2 separate regions of the Mus musculus genome follow, and region 2 is linked to region 1. The links are chromatin contacts, called in public promoter capture Hi-C maps. All regions are on one chromosome and are shown on one strand. Each heading gives the region's core, a stretch centred on a gene start, on an enhancer-like site or on the middle of the called end of the contact. The rest is flanking DNA. Distances are from core to core; before and after follow the strand shown.

What was found. Promoter capture Hi-C pulls out the DNA fragments that hold promoters and counts their contacts.
Region 2: a promoter capture Hi-C map of pre-B cells shows a contact between it and region 1, with 3 times the contacts expected there. The contact joins the promoter of Pi4ka here to the promoter of Top3b in region 1. A contact is called at or near these places in 1 of 39 promoter capture datasets (pre-B cells) and 1 of 484 Hi-C or Micro-C datasets (CD4 T cells).

What each region holds. Positions count from the first base shown.
Region 1 is chr16:16,867,254-16,873,316 of GRCm38.p6, reverse strand. It overlaps Top3b (topoisomerase (DNA) III beta), which reads right to left and starts at 2,581. Exons shown (of 18, transcript NM_011624.3): 1 at 2,262-2,581. It overlaps Vpreb1 (pre-B lymphocyte gene 1), which reads left to right and starts at 4,062. Exons shown (of 2, transcript NM_016982.2): 1 at 4,062-4,251; 2 at 4,339-4,916. The coding sequence starts at 4,206. The coding sequence ends at 4,721.
Region 2 is chr16:17,402,891-17,408,953 of GRCm38.p6, reverse strand. Pi4ka (phosphatidylinositol 4-kinase alpha) reads left to right here and starts at 3,089. Exons shown (of 55, transcript NM_001373955.1): 1 at 3,089-3,320. The coding sequence starts at 3,156. Snap29 (synaptosomal-associated protein 29) reads right to left here and starts at 2,954. Exons shown (of 5, transcript NM_023348.4): 1 at 2,595-2,954. The coding sequence starts at 2,831.

The sequences.
Region 1 (6,063 bases), core at 1,332-3,831:
GCTCCTGAAAAATAAGCTAGCTATGTGACAGCAGGGACTTTTTTTTCTCACTCTAATGGGAAGTAGTAGATGGTGAGCAAACACAATTGAATGAATCTCTGAATACATGACAACAGTTTTACCTGTAAAACTAATAATATGCTTATATATCATTAAAATCAAAACCAAACCAAACCAAACCAAAAACTTACTTTATGTTGGGTTTGGTAGGAGGCAAGTAGATCTCTTAGCATGAGTTTGAAGGCAGCCTGGTCTATACAGTGAGTTCCAGGACAGTCAGGGCTACACAGTGAGACCTCATCACATTAAAAACAGCAGCAGCAGTAGCAACAGCAGCAACACCTAACGTTACTGCCAGCAAACACTTCTATTTCTAGGCATTCTTTCTCTCTGGTTTCCAAGTTTTGGGAATTTTGTATCTCTTCTTCTCTTCTACAACCTAAGATCCAAATTATTGACTAGACTGACAAGTCCCTTCAGACACAGACACGCTGCCTTAGCCGGACTCTGTCACATATCCAGGTAAAGGTCAGTAATAGAAAGGCACAACTCGCTCTCAGCTGCCGTCCACTTGCCAGGCTATGCAGCTGCCGTCCACTTTGAATATACATTTATCTTCAGCTTTGACTCAAAACAAGTAAGTAGTTTTAGCACTTCAGCACAAGGGGACTTTGTAATGCTCTATCACTATTTCAAAGGAAGAAAAAAGATTTCTAATGCCAAGTATGCTGGCATACACCTGTAACTGCATCTTTCACGAGGCTGGATGCGGCAGGGGAAGCTTGAGTTTTAGGCTATACTCAGTTACATAGCAATAAGCTGTTTAAAACATTTTTTTTTTCTTCTTTTAAGGTACAGAACTAGACAATCCAGGGCCTTGACAGGAACATTTCCCTTTACCTAGACCAGATTCTACTCTAGAGAGCTTTTGTAACTGTGATTAATGTCAAGACTTCCCTAATTAAGGCTCATCTTCCATTTCAAAGTGAAAACCAATGAGAAAACCTGGACTTGATGGCTTATAAGCATCACCTACACACCACACTCACACTTTGTGACTCTGAAACAACACTATTCACTTAAGCTTTTGCTGTGTGTGTGTGTGTGTGTATGTGTGTGTATTGGGCAAAGACAGCGTCTTGTGTGGCCAAGGCTGGCCTCTTAACTATATAGCCACTACGGCCTTGATCTTCCTATCTTCAACTCCTGAGTGCTGGGAATTCAGGAGTACACCAAAATGTCTAGCCAAAATTTTTATATATGATCACTTAAATAAGACTCCTTAACATAAACCTACATGATATACCAAGTCTTTTCTGCCAAGGCTCTGACACTATAGTTTGTCCTATTCTGGAGTTAGGTAAGCAAAGGGCTATTTAGGTGTGGATTGCAAAGAGAGAATAGCAAGACAACCTGCCCATTCTTTGCCACACCTCACTAATCAGTGTCCCTTGGAAAGCACTGTAAATATGGAGGTTTCTTTTTGTATTATGTAGTAGTGGATTTAACTTGAGGAGCCCCAAAAGGGGTCAGCAAAGCATGGGAAATCTAAGAATTTAACACTTCAGTGACTTTTAATCACCTACAGATCCAGGAAAATAAGCCTGTCTCTTAACTCCTTCTTTGTATCTAGTATGCTGCAGCTCTGTCTACCAACATTGCTATAAAATAGGAGTTAAAGTTAAACAAACAAATAAACAGTTATTTTGTGTGTGGATATGTATGGGCACGCACATGCTGCCGGTCACAGGTCAGAAGACAAATTGTGGGATTCAGCTCTCTCTTTTTACAACGTGAGTTCCCGGGGTCGGAACCTTGGTTGTAAGAGCGCTGAGCCATCTCATCATCCTAGTTTAAAAAGCCAGAATAAATCGCAGTGCATAACAATTCAGACTAGCGACAAGGGACCTTGGCGAACGGTGAAAATTCCCCCCTTTCTCTGGCTATCAAATCCAAGTCGTCCTGGCTTTTCACAGTCCTGTTCCCAAAGGCCGGGTTCCAAATAGGTTAAGAGAGGTCATCCGTTCTTCCCTATGCATAACTAGCTGGCCCTCGACTCTAGCTCATTGGTTTACCCAAGTTTTCTCCTAATCTGCAGAGATCAAGTCCGAGAACAGCCTGGGTCTCCAGACAGAGCAGGCTCCGGGAGGCAGCGAGTGGAACCTTCGGATAAGAACGCAAACCGCAGGCCTGAGCCTCTGTGGGCAGCACAACTTCCCTGAGCCGGTTTCCCTACCCTCAACTAGGGGGAAACGTCTCACCTCGGGGCCGCGGGGAGCTCGTTGGAAAAGCGACCACTGCCCACTAAACGCGGCTCCACCGCCGCCCAGAGGCCCCACGGCGAGGGCTGGATGGCGAAAAAGCCGCGCCAGGGCAGGACCCTCCCCCACGCCCCCGCCCGGGTCGGAGCGCTGCTACCATTCCGGAAATGCCTGGGGAAAGCCAGCGTCTTCCGCTTCCTCGAGCAGCCAGCATCCCACTGCTCACCCGCCGTGCCGCTGCGCCTCTCGCTCCGGCTGTGCTTTCCCCGGTGGCCACTCACGAACTCACTTCCGGCTCTGTCCGTCTGTGGCGTCCCCTCATCTGCCCTCCGATGTCGACACTAAGGTGTCTGCAAGTTCCGAGGCTGGTGAGTTCCGGGTGCCTTGCTGTCTGCTTCCTGTTGGGAGCAGCAGGGGCTCCCCAAGTCTCCATTGTGTCTCCAAAAAATCATCCGGAGAAGACATTAATGACGATTGTCAGTATGATTACGAGAACTGATGAAAATATGCAATTAATGATTAAAATAAAAATGTAAAGTTTATTTTTATTTGATATGCATTGGTGTTTTGCTTGCATATGCACATCCGTGCGGGGGTGTCAAATTCCCTGGAACTGGGGATAGTTGTGAGCTGCCATATGGGTACTGGGAATTGAACCCAGGTCCTTAACCACTTAACCAGCCCAATAATTAAAATAATTTAAACATTTCAGATAGCAGGCTTTTTCAGTGTTAGCAACATCTGTGAGCGGGATGGTGGCTCTTACCAGGAATCAAGCAATCAGAAGGTTGAGACAGCGAGTTAGAGGTCATTCAGGGCTACATAGTGAATTTCATTCCAGCTTGGGACTATAGGCTATACAAGACAAAACAAAACAAAGCACCTTTTAAAATTTTGAAGACCACACTACTTGTGTTAATGTATCTGGAAGATAATATGTAATTTTTTTAGAGTATTAGAATTATGGAAGTTTTAAAATAGTTTTGATGACTTTATTAGCATACCGTTTTTTAATAGCCTGGTATGGTGGCTCACAACTTTGATCTCGGCACTTGGGAGGCAGAGAAAGGCAGATTTCAGTGAGTTCGAGGCCAGCCTCATCTGCACATTGAGTTCCAGAATAGCCAGCCAGAGCAAAATAGTGGGATCCTGTCTTAAAAAAAAAAAAAAATATATATATATATATATGTATGTATATATTCAGATTGTCTCATTATGTAGCCAAGGCCATCCTGGAACTCACTGGAACTCACTGTGGACCCAGGCTGGCCTCAAACTTATGTTTTTAAGCCATCCTTTTGTTACCAAGACTGGCTATGACAGCCCCAACTTGTCAACGAGACAAGTAAGAAACCTATAAGATGGCTCAGCAGGCAGACAGTGGCTGCCAAGCTGGCCATGTGAACACAAAAGAAATGAAAATAAAAATGTAATTAAAAGAGATAATACTAAAAAGCAGAGGAAGGAGATTTATTTAGTGTGCTCACATATGGTAGAGGAACATCTAAAGAGGCCCAGTGACTGCTCCCACACATATTTGGGGTCTGATATGAGGCTTAGGTTTAAGGAGAAAACTCTTGTCCCCTTTACCAGGCATTTAAAGTGAACTACAGATCTGCTTATTTGGGGCTCAGCCTCTCAAGGGGAGTTGAGGTCACTCTCCCTCAGGGAGACAAGCCCGCAGTCCTGGGTTCTGGCCCATGACGTTCCAGCAGGTGCTTCCTCCCAGAATGCTTCCCTGGGTCAAACCCAGAGCCACAAAGGCTTCCATTAGACCATTCTGGTAAGTGACAGAGTCACAGAGCCCAGAAAGCCTGGGAGGGTGGTGAGCAGGAACCAGGGGTGCAGTGACCCTCTCCCCAAAGCAGGGAGGAGAGTGCTTCCCAGCTGGTCAGGGCCCAGGAGCAGTGGCTGTAGGGGGCAGGGTGCTGCAGGTCTGGAGCCATGGCCTGGACGTCTGTCCTGCTCATGCTGCTGGCCTATCTCACAGGTAAGGAAACTCTTGGGGCCCAGGGCTTCTTTGCTCCTCCTATGGCCTTGCTCTGCCCCAGTGATGGACATGCTTCTATCTTCTCAGGTTGTGGCCCTCAGCCCATGGTGCATCAGCCACCATTAGCATCTTCTTCCCTTGGAGCCACCATCCGCCTCTCCTGTACCCTGAGCAACGACCATAACATTGGCATTTACAGCATTTACTGGTACCAGCAGAGGCCGGGCCACCCTCCCAGGTTCCTGCTGAGATACTTCTCACACTCAGACAAGCACCAGGGTCCCGATATCCCACCTCGCTTCTCCGGGTCCAAAGATACGACCAGGAACCTGGGGTATCTGAGCATCTCTGAACTGCAGCCTGAGGACGAGGCTGTGTATTACTGTGCCGTGGGGCTCCGGAGCCAGGAAAAGAAGAGGATGGAGAGGGAGTGGGAAGGAGAAAAGTCGTATACAGATTTGGGATCTTAGGCTCTGGAGACATTCAGACCCTGAACTGAAGACAGAGTTTGCTTTGCTCGGCTAGTCTGGTATGGGAAGGAGGGGTAGAACGTGAGGTTTTGCAGAGCCTAGAAGATGGAATTATGCAGCTTTTCCTTGTTCTGCGGTGTTGCTATGAGCCCCCATTGGAGGCTGGATTGTAGAATTAAAGCTGTTTTTACTGAATTTGGTCTGGCTGGTTTGTGATCTCAGAACAAGTTTAAGAGCTGGCTAGGTCAAAGGTCATGCTCAGTTTGGCCAGGTACCCATCTCTGAGGCAGAACATTTGTCTGAACCCTATTGTTATGATCACGGGGCAAATGGATGATAAAAGCATCTTGGAGGGGGACCTTCTTGCAAAGGATGGGGTCTCCTGTTGTCATCTCCACAGTTACCGAGCAAAGGAGCCCAGCAAATGCCATCCCTGGGCCTCTACTTTGGGGGAGAGCAGGTGCCAAGTGACAGGTGTGGAGCAGGTTTACCTCATTGTTACTAGAGTGATGATTTGGGATGGACAGACCTTTGTGTTACCTAGCCTGTAATCCTACTGGGGTGTGCTCTCCACATTTTCTCTGCTGTTAGAAGTAGGTTGTAGTTGGTGCAAACTAGCAAAGGTCTTTGACCAAACTTCAGCTAAGTCTGTCTGGGTTCGATTCTCAACTAGGCTTCAACCCTGGCTCATGAAGACCACTCAAACACCTAGTTCCTGACATCAGAAGATCTCGTGTTTAGAAGGACCCAAGGCCCTCTTGAAGTATCTTCTGAAAGCTGAAGAATAAAATATACTCTGGTGAGGCACCTGTTACAGTCTATACTGAAGAACAGGAATCTAACCTCAAAATACCTGAGTTAGCACAACTGGTATGGAGTTGGCAAAAACCGCACATTTCTGATTATAAACCAGTGATTAATGAAGGTGACTGCTGGTATCAGGACCTCCCAAACCTATGACATCACATAGGTGACAGACCCGTTACCAAGGCAACAGCTACCATATTCCCAGAATCCACTTGGCTCACCCCCCCATCTTTACCTGCATTACATCGTTTTCCATATAAATAAGGGGAATGCCCCTCTCCCCTCTCTCTTTTTCCCCTTCTCTTTCTGCCACCACCTCTTCCCTTTCACCTTTCACACGTGGAACTGCTTGTTCCAAGTGTGTTGTGTTCAGACTAGAGCTGCTATTGTAACACACCAGTGACTATATGCAAATATGACATTCTATACAAAGGACATGTCTTTGGTATTTGAGGGTCATGGAGCCATATACCATGGATACCAAGGGCAAGTCTTTTTCCCAGTTTGTAATTTATTTTTCATTTAAGAAATGATT
Region 2 (6,063 bases), core at 1,840-4,339, 540 kb before region 1:
AAGATGGAGGTGAGCCTGGGCAAATACTATTTCACAAAGGAAAAGAGAGGAAAAAATAAGAAAGGAAGAAAGAAAGAAAGAAAGAGAGAAAGAGAGAGAGAGAGAAACAGAGAGAGAACGAAATTTCTCATTATCTCTTTCAAGGTAATACACACTCACACTAACAGATTCTAGCTTGGATAGCCAAGTAAACATGGAGCTTGCTGGGTTCTGTGTGAGCCAGAGATTGCCCTGATGTGGAGTGCATTCAGAAACAGAAATTGGACGCATTAGAGTCACCATGAACAACTCTGGAGGAGCAGGTCTGGTTGGGAAGCCCTTACTGGGAATGCTGCTCCCACCAGCTTTCTAGAAAACAAGAGTACATCTATGGCAATGGATTTAGTCACTCGAACTGGGGAAAACCTGAGGAGTTTGCCTTGCCACTCCTCCAGGTTATGAGGGATGCCGTCTGTCTCTCTGACCTCTCTGAACTGAATGCCCAGTGTGGCTTCAGTGGCAGACACTGGAAAGATGTAAGGATGAGTAGGCCTCCGAGGAGCGTGTGCTAGGCAAGGCAGCTGAGCACGTTATGTGTCAGTATTACCAAACATCAGTTCCTTTCCACTGTGTTGGTGCAAAGTCAATTGAAACCCTAGTCTACTGTTCGTTGCTGGGCTCTGCTGAACTGAGAAATCAGGCTCCAGAGAAGATCATTGTAGTATGCTATACTGCTCTAGGAGGGGCAGAGTATCCTAGGAAGGGGAGTGGCTTTGGCCAGGTGGTGATGTTCATGTAGGAAGCAAATATTATGATATTCATTATTAGGAGGCTTGCTGCATAAACAGGTCATCCATCTAATGGCATATAATATGACCATTAGCCTATTCCCCGGCTCCAAACCACCCCTCATTGTATTTAACTATGAAAGAACCTTCAATACTACTAAATAATATACAGGCCAATATGTAAAGAACACCTCACTTTAAAGTTAAAAAAGAATAAAAGTGCTTGGTGTGGTGGCTTGAACCTCGGCACTCCCAGGCTGAGTTTAAGGTTAGCCTAGTCTACATAAAGTTGGAGAACAGTCAGAATTACATATTGATACGATTGAGAGAAAAAAAATAGGTTCTCTTTTGGGGCTGGAGAGATGGCTCAGCAGGTCAGAGTGCTTTCTGTTCTTCAAGAGGACCTACCTGCATTGGCATCTGGTGAATGTCTATGACCTCAGCCCTCTGGAGGCTGAAGAAAGAGGATCTTGAGTTCGAGGCCAATCTGGATTACTATGGGCTACATTGTGAGAACTTATCACTTATCTCAATACAAAGTGACCTGTTCACCAAGACCTGTAGGACTCCAATTGATCTGGAGTGGAACATTAAGAATCCAGTACACAGAAGCACAACTTCCTAGAGGCAGAACATACATTAGCCGTCAGGGAGACAACAACAGGGAAGGTAGGAGAAGGTAAAATACCAAACAGTGGCAATAGAAAACAACAGAGATCTGTCCAAGTCCCAGAGGAGAACACTTGCCAAAGATCAGAGATGAAGACTGGTAAAGAAAGACAGTATTTTGTTTCAACTATTACATTTCAAAACTGTAAAATACTTAAGATTATTCTTGGCTGATATATCAGTAATTTCTTCTTCTGCCAAAACAACTATTTTGCCAGTAGACTTAGGGGCAATCTGGTGTCTTGGAATAATCTTTATTTTATGCTGGAGAAGATGGTACATGCCTGAAATCCCAGTATCAGAAAGATTGAGACCAAGAATTCTAAGTTCCAGACCAGCCTGGGCTTCATTGGTAGGCTGTCCACCAAGCCGAACTCCTCAAAAAGAAAAGGTCTTAAAGAAGTTTCAGAAGACCATTTCTGTTCCCAGCACCCATCTGTCAACTCCAGCTCCAAGGGATTCCCTGGTGCCCTCTTCCGGCTTCAGGGGACACCCTTAAACTGTGCATATGCAAATACAGGTAAATTAAAGGAAAGCAAAGTTCCTAGTTGCTGAAATTTTCTATGGATGGAAAGAGCTGTCACAATAACACACGGTCTACAAAGGTAAGAGTCGACTCAATTCAGGATCTGGTTTCCTGAGCAGGAGCCCAGGCGAGGGGACTTAAATATTCCCATTAGAAAGGTGAAAAGTGGTCAAGGATGTGAGAAGAAGAACACAGGCTCCCTTTGCGTCAGTACTTCAGGCACCACCTGGCACTTGAAGCATACACAGTTCACACTTTAACTGGGCCACTAGAGAGGAACAGCTTGAGGCTTCTGCCTAACAAGTTATATGTAAATGAAACAGACACTACTTCCCAAATACAGGCCGCACTTTGGCATTTTTACTCTCACACAGAACATTATTTGGAGTTTACTTTTTAACTAGACATGAGGGCAGGGCAGCGAGGGAGAAATTAACCTCGCAGAATAATAGATAAGGAAGCTTCCAGAGGTAAACATCAGGTGATCCTGATACATAATTCTTTACACTATGTCCATGAACTTACGGTAGGCAATTAGAAAAATACCAAAAGATCGTAAACAAAATATTTCTTCATCCCGTTTTTATAACGCATTGATTGGCCGGTTTAGCTCAGTTCTGCCCCAGGCTCACCTCGGAAGAGGCGACTCCGATCTTCTCCGATTCATACATGAGAGACAAGGACCTGCTGGTACTGGCAGCGGTAGCCTCGGCCCTGCGCAACACCTCCTGTCTCAGGTACTGCTGCCTGTCAATGGGCGCGTCGGGGCCGTCAGGCAGGTCGCGGACGTCCTTCCACGGCGCGGGCCGGGTGTCTTCCTCTTCCACGTCATCGTCGAAAGGATTATAGCTTTTAGGATAGCCAGACATGGTGCGGGAGACGGCCTGCACCTAGGAAGCAGGAGGGGTTGCTGAGCGAGGAGTCGATAGCCCAGCGCCGGCGGGCGGATTCACTGTGGACGCCGCGCGCACTACTTCCGCCAGCACTGCGCTAGAGCCCCGCCTCCAGAGCCAACCCGGCGGCGGAGCGGCAGAGGGGGACCAGGCCCCACCCAGTGCGGGGGAGGGGAGAGGGGAGGAGTCAGGTGGTCAGGTGGCCGGGAAGTCGGCCGCCTCTGCGCCTGCGCAGTAAGGACCGGTGGTGGCGAGCCCAGAGCTGTGAACCCAGCCGCCTGCGCCGGGGCGTGCGCTGTGATGGCGGCTGCTGGGGCCCGGGGAGGAGGCGGCGGTGGCGGCGGCGGCGGCGGCGGCGGCTCGGGGTCCAGCTCTGGCTCCAGCACCTCTCGAGGCTTTTATTTCAACACAGTACTTTCACTGGCCCGCTCCCTGGCTGTGCAGAGACCAGCATCCTTGGAGAAGGTAACCCTGCGTACTGACAGGAGGAGGGGCCTGAGGTGGCGAAGCGGCGGGACGCTGCTGGGTCTGAGAAGGCTACTTGCGACTAGAGAGGGGCTCCTGAATAGAGGTGGCAGCGATGTAGGGAGGTCGGTGGGAGAGGGTTCTGGTGAAGAGAGGAGTCGGGAAGTCGACAGGACGCTGGGAGGTCTGGTACCGGTGGGAGTGGGAGGGCAGTGAGCTGTGGGCGGGCGGACTACCGCTGTGACATCTCAGGCGCGGGGGTTGTGGCAGCATCGTGACTGCCTGTGAGGCGTGGTAGGATGAGCCAAGGACCAAGAGTCCAATCCGGGCTTTTGGTCCCGATTTTTTGTTTTCATTCAATGACCTTGGAGAGGTGTCTTTCTCATGAAATGGGACGCCCTCCTCCCCTACACACTTTTTGCCCTTCTCACTGGATTGTGGAGAAGGACAGCTATGCAAATCGTATTATTATTTAAGAGATGGTAGCGTTAGACTGGATCAAAAGATGATGAGTTTCGAGAAGATGCAGTGGCAGGAATATGCAGTGGACTGTTAGTAGACAGAGAACTAAATTCAGGATTGCTTCAGAAGAGAAAGACACGCCAGTCCTTATCTTGGAAGATAAAAGATATGCTTGGACCTGGGATAAGAGGTGAACTGGGTGGGTGGTGAAGGGTAGAACCCCAGGATTAAGGAGGCTAACCGCTTTCTTTTAGGGGAAAAAAAAAACCCAAAAACCAAACAACAACAAAAGGATGTTGTGATAGGAAGAAGACAGATTTTAGTCAGAGCTGACTAAATTTACAATTTCTGTGTGCAGTCTTGAGGAAGAAACTTGCATGCTAACAGCCTATTTGCTTATCTATAAAACCTGTGAAGCTTTGATGAGTTTACATATTAAGGCCAGGCACAACGTGGATGAACAATAATAGTCAGCTGCTTTTCGCCCAGGAATGTGTAAATAGACTCAGCACAGTATGTTAGCACTGAAGGGAGGGGGCTGTCTGTCCATTCAACTTTCTGAAAGATGGAAAGAACCTGGGTGACATGTGCACCTGCGCGCTGATGGGTAAAAGTGGAAAGGCAGAGTGACCTGGTCTTTGACCTTGTAAGTTTTCAAACTTGATTGTATCACCTACCTGCAAGGTGAACAGGTTCTGGAAGATCTAATGCCAACCCGACTTCTGGCTAAAGAATGAATACAGACTGGACATGGTAGCATGCACCTGTAGTCCATGCTACTCAGGAACAGCCCAGTATCCGCAGAGGTGCTGAGGAGTTGTTGTTCACTCAGGGAGTTGGTATCTCAGTACTCATGTCTGGCAGCTTAGGACTGCTTGAATGTTTGAAGGTAACTCCAGTTTTAGGGCATCAGAAAGTCCTCTTGTGGTGTCCATGGGCACTTGCATGCATGAGCACATACAAGCACAAATAAATAATAACAACATCTTAAGAAGATTTATTTATTTATTATATAATTATGCTGTAGCTGTTTGCAGACACACCAGAAAAGGGCATCAGATCTCATTATGGATGGTTGTGAGCCACTATGTGGTTGCTGGGATTTGAACTCAGCACCTTTGGAAGAGCAGTCAGTATTTTTAAGTGCTGAGTCATCTCTCCATCCCCCAACATTTTTAAATTAAAAAATAAAAGATGGTTTAGGACTTGTGGTGCAACTTAGGCAACATATCAAGATCCTGACTCAAGCAGGGAAAGACAGCAGTGTGTGTGTGTGTGTGTGTGTGTGTGTAAGACTATGAGTTTGAATGGTAAGACCATCTAAATTTACATTCCCTTATTACTTGTATTTTTAAACTTCTTTTTTGTTTTATGTGTATGAGTGTTTTGCCTGCATATGTGTTCTGTACACCATATGTGTCAGTGCTTGCAGAGGTCAGAAGAAGGCATCATTGGATCCCTTGGAATTGGAATCATGTGAACAACCACATCGATGCAGGGAATCAAATCTGAGTCCTCTGGAAGAGCAGCCAGTGTTCCTAACAGCTGAGCTATCTGTCCAGCCCCTCATCTTTGTTTGTTTGTTTGTTCGTTTGTTATATACTATAATGGGCATGTGGAGGTCACAGGACAAACTTGCAGGTAACAGTTCTCTCCTCCCACCATGTGGGTTGTCAGGCTTGACTGCATGTGCCTTCATGAACTGAGCAAACACCCCTTCTTCCCCCCATCCTTTTGGTGGAGACAGGATCTCACAATATAGCTTTTCTAGAATTCCTGAGTAGACTAAGCTAGCCTTTAACTCACAGAGCTCCACCTGCTTGCTTCCCAAGTGCTGGGGTTGAAGGTGAGTGCCATTACACAAGTACAACTGGACAGGTCAGTTCCACGTGTTGATTTTCTCTTGCAAAAACCAAAAACCAAACCACAGAACAGGTCTTGGTAGGGGTGTTAGGAAGATCAATAAAAAGATATGAATAAAAACCATCCTAGGATGAGCTTGAGAAATATTTCAGCAGTTAAGAGCTCTTGCTGCTCTCCAAGAGGATCCAGGTTCAAGTCTCAGTACCCACATGGTAGTTCACAATGGTCTGTAACCCCAGTTCTAGGGATCTGATGCCCTCTTCTGTTCTTCATGGGTACTGCATGCACATGATATACAGATCCACACATAAGCAAAACACTAATGCACATAAAATAAAAATAATACACCTTAAAGCAACAACAACAATTTATTACATTTATTTAGAGAAGTGGGAATTGGCGGGGCAGAACTCATGGA